Regions from separate parts of the Rattus norvegicus genome. Here region 1 is linked to region 2. Evidence: chromatin contacts called from public Hi-C data. All regions are on one chromosome and are shown on one strand. Each heading gives the region's core, a stretch centred on a gene start, on an enhancer-like site or on the middle of the called end of the contact. The rest is flanking DNA. Distances are from core to core; before and after follow the strand shown. Region 1 overlaps Cd44 (CD44 molecule). Region 2 overlaps Cd44 (CD44 molecule).

Region 1 (4,102 bases), core at 707-3,206, 69 kb after region 2:
TGTGGGACTTTCAAAAGCATGAGCTGAATCCTGGTCTACAAACAACTGCCTGAGCTCACCCGGCTCTTGGGTCACAGAGAGAATGAGCTAGGATCTTTCTTCTTTCACAGCCATGGAGTCTTCAGCACCGACCTCCCCTAATAACTACCTCCTCATTCGCACACCAACTGTCTGATTACAGGGAACAGCTCCTAGATCTGGAAACCATTGATGGGAAGAAATGACACTCAACTCTCTCCACCCCACCCCACATTTTTAATGTAGGAACCAAAGAGCCAACACTTTATCTCAACGTGTTGCCGAAAAGTAGGATTTTGATGGTGGGGGTTGAATTTATACAAGGTCAGGTTTTGAGATGACTGAGTCACACACATAGCCAGATCTAAAGGAAATCAAGAAGCCTACTCTATTGGACAAAATCTAATGGGCCTTTTAAGCTCCTTGCCTTGCCTGACATGTTAAACCTTAAGAAAGGTCCACTTAAACTAAAGAGGGTGCCCAGAAAAGAAACTTCAAGAAGTTTGAGATTTCCTTCAAGAAGCACTAGGGAAGAAAATGTTTTCTGGATACCAAAAAGAAAAGACAGAATTAAAAATAAGATAGTCAGAACTTACCCCCCAAAATCTCAGTTAATGATGGTGATTACTTCTAGATTAAGTCCAGAAGTTTTATTCAGTTAACTATCTAAATATTTAATGAGAGCTTACTATAGTTGGGGAAATATGCCAATAGCTGGAAGCTACGGTGTTTGCAGAAAACTTCATAGTGCATGGGTTTTCCATCGGGAGCTTTGGAGTCATACAGCTACAACCAAAGAGCATCACTTTAACTTCTTTTTAAATTAAGTCTTGATTATTTCTGTGTATATGTGTATACCCATGTATGCATATGCATGCATATGTGTGTTCAGGTGCATATGTACACAGAGGCAGGAGGATACCTCCTGTCATTTCTTAGAAGTAGCCCACCCTGTCTGGAGGAGACAGGCCCTCTCACTGACTTAGAACTTATCAAATAGGCTTGGTTGGCTGCCCAGAGGTCCCCAGCAGTCTTCCCATCTCCACATCCCGGAATTGGGACTATAAGTGCACATGGTCACACCTGTTTTGTTTTGTTTTGGTTTGGTTTTTACATGGGTGCTGAGGACTGAGTTTAGGACCTCATGTTTTTAAGGCAAGCATTTTCCAGACTGAGGCATCACCTGAACTGAAGTTCTCATGAAGGATCAGGCAATGCAGCAATAGCATGAACAACTAGAGGAGAATGATTGCTCTTAGGAGTGTCCAAATGAGTGAGTGTAACCTCTAAGGTATCATGAAAACAGAGGACGCAACACAAGACAAACTGCCAGCTGATTTCCACTCCAAACCTCATCCATGCATGCATGACCTCTGGTCTTTGGGCTTCCCTCAGTCTATGTCCTCCCTTTGCCCATGGGGAGCCCCTACAGCTCTCTGGTAGCTATAGAAACAAAGCAAGTAGTTCTCTCTAGGCTTCAAGTTGGAACTAATATCTGTTAGACTTAGCTCGTTGGATTGTGTAAAGTTGTTGTTAGTAGCATTTGTGCTTGACATACTTATTTGATGTTTCTGGAGCCTAGAGAGATGGGGTCTGGATTATAGTAAAATGGCTGTCAAAGGCAAAGGCAAGAAACAGGTGCATGCAAACTCTCTTTTCTCCCTGGTGTCTTAGTTCCAATGGTGGTGAACATTTGCTAAGAGGTTTCACTATTATCCTTTTAAAAAATGAAACAAGGAACGGTGCTGCCTCATTCATGGCTCTTGTGGATGCTTTTGGAAGGCACTGCTGACTCGCTTAATAGTAAAGATACACACGACATTGAAACAGATGGGAAATCCTGAATGAGTTCCTGCCACTAGATTAAAGCAGCCCTTTCTACAGACTGAGTCATATGTGCCCAAAGTGCTTCACCTCCTCTCTTCCTGAATGACTTGTTTCTCAGCCAGCGATAGCCAGAGAAAAGGATCTTATTGCCTGAGTGACATTTACTTGCTGCACACCAAGCCAATTCCAGGTCACCTGGTTTGCTATAGAGCTGGGAAGAGTGGCTGTCATGAACTTAAGTTCTCTGTACCTTGAATGTAAAACCGAACTCCTGGCCAACTCCTGTCTCAGTTTCCCTTTCTTTTCCATCAACTCCTATTTGTAGAATGAAGACCCTGGATGCAGAAACTTTTCAGCAAACAAGGAGTACTTGGTTTTTATTTATTTGTCCCATATCTCCCTCAGCTTTCTTTAATCACAAGTCACAGTCTTAGATGACAGAAAAACGTCAGTCATCAAAGTCCATCTTCACCCAGGAGAGAAATAATAAATGAAGCAACCAGGAACAAAAACCACACATCACCATCCATTAACTCGCCTCCCAAAACTCACCACAGAAAAGGAACTAGACTCCTGCTCAGGTATTTATAAGTGAGCCCCTCAGAGGACGAATGGAGGAAAGTTTCCATTACATGATCTTTTCCCTTCTCTTTTGCAAGTCCAGTCTCCTCCTCTGATGTCATGTTTTAAAATGAAAGACAGTGAGCTGGAGAGATAGCTTAGTGGCTAAAAGTGCTCACTGTCCTTGCAGAGGCCCAGAGTTCAGTTCCCAGCACTATACCAGGTAGCTCACAGTCACCTGTAACTCCAGATCCAAGCTATCTGACACCCTCTTCTGGACCCTTTCTGTACCTATGCTCACATGATGACCTGAATCTCAAGTCCCTTTATTTTACAACTATGTGGCCCTGGCCCATTTCCTTAAATTCTGTGCCTTGGTTCCCTCTGTAAAAAGAGGATAATAAAAGCACTGTTTTCATAAGATTGGTGCATAATTTAGACAAGTTAGTTTATAGAAAACAGAAAGAGAGAGAGAGAGAGAGAGAGAGAGAGAGAGAGAGAGAACCAGTTCTGTTTATGATTATTAGCATTGTTGATGGTAACTCAGAAACCTAGAGTTAGCCACCAAAAGGCAAATACAAACGGTGTACGAACTCTAAAATGCACTAACTTCCAGCCATCGCCGAGGGTACAGATGTTCAAAATCACCGCTCATCTGCCCGTGTGACCTTTCCCTTCCTCCCTGGGGTTTTGCAATTAACCTTTACTTTCAAAAGCTGAAGACTTGAGGAAAGTTCTTGGGACCTGAGTTTTGCAAATCACATCCTTGGTGACTCAAGCCCTCCCCACCCACTTTGAGTCTGTCTGCCCACACTTGCACAAAGGAGGGACGCTTGCACCAGGCGGGTACACCCAGGCAGGCAGCTGGTGCACCCCAACTTCATGGCGTTCTGGCTTTGTGAGTCTAGACCCCACAATAGCCCCCTCTTCCTGTGTTCCACTGTCTCTGAGCATTGGTAGACGAGTGATCCAAGGGAGTGCAGGACCTACCCTAGGCTTGAGCTACTTTGTACTGGGCAAGCTCACTGCAGAGGAAGCTGGTGGGTGCCCTGTTAGCTGCCAGGCTTCCTGCAGATTAGGCACTTTTGGGATATGTAGAGTCATTTGAATAGCAGGCCATGGAAGATATCAGAATCTTCTGGGAAGGGTTTCTGCATCACTCCCTGCTGCTTCCACCTACCAGAACCAAGTGTGTCAGAGGGTCGGTGAGCTTCAAGGGCTCCTCGTCTCAGAAAGCCAACCTTGGCTGGCCAGTTTCATTTGAGGTTTAAGTGTGAGTTTGGTGTTACCAACCCCTTCCCAGCTTTCCTAACCCTCTCCTTAGACTGGCCCCATAGCCGGCAGCCACCAAAACCACCACAGAGCGACAAACCCTCTGCTTGGGAAGAGGACATAGAAGCAGTCGACCAGCCAAGCCTTCTCCCCACCCTGTGCAAAATGACAACGTTATCAGCATGCTGTCACACACACATAAACATATTTGTACCCTCAGTGTGTCAGCCAGCCTGCCTCTGTACATGAAAATTCTTACTTCTCTGTTTGAGATACTCTTTTAAGTACAACAATTCTGGTCCTCATTGTGGGCCTGCATTGGGGTCTAAGACCACAAAACTGGGTGAGATCTAATCCTCATTAGCTGGAATTCCTCAGGGCATCCCATGAGGCTGCAGAAGGCAGGTAGCAGAGACACATTTTC
Region 2 (4,318 bases), core at 124-2,623:
TGTTTCAAAAAAGAAAAAAAGATATCAAGAAGCCTGTATATGTTTTTGGTGAAATGTTAAGTAGATTAAAGAAAATTTATATTTCTCTTGACAGAAACATTCCGTGCCTATGTGAGAGTATCTGCCTTGAATTTCATTCAAAACCAAGATGGAATTCATAATCTAGTGGGAAAAGGATCTTCCCATGGTAAGGATAGAAAAAGGGAGGTACAGTCTACTTATTTCAGTCATTCGGCTCCACTGATGAAAAACTCCAAATTACTCATGCTTTTTGATTAGCATGTACACTTCTGAAAAGGTAGAGGATCTCAAAGTTAGCTTTAGTGATTCCCTCCATTATATTGCTTTATACCAATAAAAATTGAAACCAACCTAATGTCCAATGGTGAGGGATTAAGTAAGCAGATCAGGATTCATACATTTTTGTTATGTGCTACATAATTCAAGGGAAAGGTACTTAATGACACGGAAAGTGGAACTGACAGGCAGAAAATATTAGCCAAACAACATATGTGGCAGTTTGGAAATAAATTACTTTGAAAACAATATTAGGAAAAACATCAATTAATACTGTAGCTTTAACACGTGTGGGTAATGAGATACAGTGATTGACATTTCCATCCATTTTCTAAGCTATAGTTTCTAAAGTTTACTGGATAATCTTGTACCACTTATGGATTGATGCAATCTCATGCGCATGTTTTAAACTCTGGCTTCAACAGGATGGACAAGTTGTATGATTCAGTTGCAGATGTGTGTGGTAAATGAAGGCTTGTAAAGGAAGAAAACCAGGGGTCTGTCAGCCACTATTCTCCTTGGAAGTCTCACTTTCCTCTTACTTCAGACTGTGCATCCCCTTTGGTTCACTTCAAGGAAGCAGGGACACTTTCAGGAAGATGTCATTTCTGTTCTTCCTCCCCTCACCCTTCCTGGCCTTCAGTGCTGAGAAGTCCACATTCTTTCTCACTAGACTGAGATGAATTCTCCAGCTTGAATTCAGCCTGCCATCCCCTGCCCACTCCTCCCTGAACGTCCACTCCCTCTTTGTACTCCTGCCTCCTCAGGTGGTCAATAATTTGAGACAAAGGAGCCCTCTGAAGAAAGGGTTAAAAGGATAATTTAGAACATTAAGGGAAACTTCCTTTGTGGACTTCCCCCGACCCCCACCCCTTTACACATACTCATTTTCAACCCCAAGCTAAAAGAAGACATTGCATCAAATGCTAAATCCCTTAGCATGGGACAGCCAGATGTCAAAGCTCCCTCCCTGCATGTGTAAACTTTATAAAACATTTCTTCTGGCTGCATTAGCAGACTGTCCCTCAAGGAAGAGTAATTTGAGGACTGGAGGAATGTTTTCACTCCAGCCAGCCCAGATAATCAGCATCTCCTCCCTGCCTGCCAATGCAAGAGGATGACACATTGCATCTCAGTCCCAGAAATATAGGGGAAACTGGGTTGAGCTATGAAGGAATTGGGTGTACCATGAGGTCCTCTGGGTGATCCATCGTTCATGGGGGGGAAAATGCTTAAGTAACTGATAGCATCAGTTCTTTGAGGTAGCCTCAGTGTGAGCTCATCTATCTAATGGGTACCTAAAGGGGAAAACAGAGAGGACTACAGGGAGACTGTAGTATTTTTATTTATACCTAAGCTTGCACAGGGGAGCCGGATGTGCATCGATGAGGTCTTGTCTAGGACATTCTGAGAATCTTGCTGTAATTATCTAATGTTTGCTGCATGGTGTGAAACTCACCTGGAATCTGAGGTCTCCTCGCAGGACCAGAAGTTGTGGTCACTCCACTGTCTTGATTCCCACTTGAGTGTCCTAAGGGGAAAAGCAACAAGCTCTTTCAGCTCAAGTTTGGAATATATACCCAGGAGTTCCTTACACAGCATTGTGCTGGGCTACCCTCCAACCACTGCCTCACTAGAAGCTATAAATAGATCCAAGATACAGATGGTTATAAAGTGCTAGGCAAAAGATATCATCTCTCCTCACCTCCCAAGAAAGTTCACTGTGACTAAGCTAAAGCTTACAAATGTTATTTTTGTCTCAAGGAACAGTGATGGGGAGTGTTTGAACTTGAACTCCAGAGCTAGTCAACCCTGGGTTTAGGTCCTAACTCTGCCTCTTATTAGCAACTTGTGACTGGCCAAGTCATTATCTCTAACTCGCTGTTTTCTCACATTTAAAGTGAGGATCATAACAGAAACCACTTCATTGTTATGTTACAGAGGCTTAAAGAAGTATATGACAGGGGTTGGGGATTTAGCTCAGTGGTAGAGTGCTTGCCTAGGAAGCACAAGGCCCTGGGTTCGGTCCCCAGCTCCGAAAAAAAGAACCAAAAAAAAAAAAAAAAAAGAAGTATATGACAGTAGTAGTTGTATGTATTATTAGTTCTACAAACGGTGGTACATACCAAGACGAACAGTACCCCCTCACTAGGTAGCTTGCTATGAATACAAAAATCTCAAGCAACACTCAAGACCTCTAGAAACAACATCTTCATTTTAATAGTATCCCTAATGTATTTATATGCCTCAGAAAGTCCAAAGTTAGTCTAAAATTTACATGCAAATTGTGCCGGTCAGTTTTTGTCAACTTGATACAAGCAAGCCCAAGTCATCTGTGAAGAGGGAATTTTGAATGAGGAAATGCCTCCATCAGATAAGTAAATCTGTGGGTGAACTTTCTTGATGATTGATATGGCAGAACCCAGCTCACCAGGGTAGTGCCACCCCCAGACAAGTGGTCCTGGGCGGTATAAGAATTCAAGCTGAGCAGTCCATGGAGAGCAAGCTACAAGAAGCATTCCTACATGGCTTCTGCCTCAGTGTCTGCCTCCAGGTGCCTGCCCTGACTTTCTTTAGTGTACTATGACTTGGGATATGAAAGCCAAATAGACCTCCGCCACCCCCACCCCAAGTTACTTTGGTGAAGCCTTTATCACAGCAACGGAAAAGCAAACTAGGATGAACGTCGTAGGTACTGAAGTGAATGCCAATTTTACTTTTGCCGTGGTGGGGAGGGGAAGGGGGTTTGTACTGTCTTTTTCTGCCTATAAATAAGAGGTTATTAGAGTCTATGCTAGTGCAATGAAACGTTAGAAAAATGAATGCTTTCTATTATCAAAAGGCAAAGTAAAGAAATGAACAAAAGGCCCAAAATTTGCCAAGAAGCATTTTGAGAAGACAATCTCAAAGAGCCCAGGTGCCTTTTCAAAACAAGGAAGACACCACATCTAAAAACGTCTTGGTTTTCTGTTTCCTTTCTTCCTTTACTCCTTGCCACTAAACAGCAACCTGCCCTGGAATCTTGAAGGCCACCAAGGAGAGAAAAGGCATGATTGTTTGTTTAGCCCATTGGCCAGGATAGCTGGGCTTAAAGGAAAATATCTGAGAGGGTCAAACTTTAGACTCTTGTGTAGTTTGGTGCATTTGCTAAAGAGCAAACAAAACAGAGCCAAGTAACATGTGTATTGTTTCAACAGACCTCAACCTATTCTGAGAGCGGCCTCTCCTTCACAGATCTCAAAAGAGTCCAAGGCAATTTTTCTACCCACCTGTCAGCATCCTGAGCAACTGGCAGGTTTTGCATGCACAAGTCATGGCATATCAGCCCTCCAGACCGGAGAACTTTGGCCTTGAAAACCATTGTAAAGGTATAGCCACTCCCACCGGTCTCTCTTGTCTGACTCATAACAGCCTTTGATATTTGAAAAGGAGGCCATTAATAGATCATAATCTATTTATTTTCGTTTTCCAAAGAAGTGCTCCCAGCAAGGAAAGATCTAGGTGTGTGCACAAGATGAAGCCTCCTGTTTGAACAATAGACACCTGCACAGGAGCCAAAGGGAAAAGACCAGTTCCCACCCACCTGATTCTCACTTCAAGCAAAAGCCCGAGAGCCCAGACAGCAGGCTTCCCTTGTGCCCAAGAGCTCCATAAATCCAACCAGGGGGAAAAAAAGGCCTGAAGAACAAGTTCTACAAAGCCAGGCACTGGACACACCAGTTTGGAAATGTGGCCCAACCCCAGACATGGGCATGGAGATCATTCAGTTGGCCTCAACTGTGAGAAAGGCAGCAGAGAGTGGAGCACACAGATCAGCTGAAGGGGAGGGGCTTTGGGTAACTCAGACCCTCATCCTGTGTGTATCTCTCTGGATGGGGCAAGATTAGGTGCTTCCAGCAAGCTTCTGTATGCAATCTCTGCCGCTCCACAGGCCACACCCACAGTCGTAGGGAATCTCTTGGCTTTGGAAACTGTGCCTTCAAACAGTAATCTCTTACTCTCTCAATACCTTGACTTTTAC

The links. A called contact is a pair of places that touch in the nucleus more often than the background predicts.
Region 1: a Hi-C map of psoas muscle shows a contact between it and region 2, with 3 times the contacts expected there. The contact joins two enhancer-like sites. A contact is called at or near these places in 2 of 12 Hi-C or Micro-C datasets (Schwann cells and psoas muscle).

The regions. Positions count from the first base shown.
Region 1 is chr3:109,690,390-109,694,491 of GRCr8, forward strand. All of the region lies in intron 1 of Cd44 (CD44 molecule), which reads right to left. Among named protein-coding and RNA genes, the nearest start is that of Cd44, 7.0 kb to the right of the region's middle. Within about 2 kb of position 1,957, at least 4 of the 93 cell types and tissues checked have an H3K27ac peak or open chromatin away from gene starts, as enhancers often do.
Region 2 is chr3:109,622,023-109,626,340 of GRCr8, forward strand. It overlaps Cd44 (CD44 molecule), which reads right to left. Exons shown (of 19, transcript NM_012924.3): 17 at 1,757-1,828. Among named protein-coding and RNA genes, the nearest start is that of Cd44, 75 kb to the right of the region's middle. Within about 2 kb of position 1,374, at least 5 of the 93 cell types and tissues checked have an H3K27ac peak or open chromatin away from gene starts, as enhancers often do.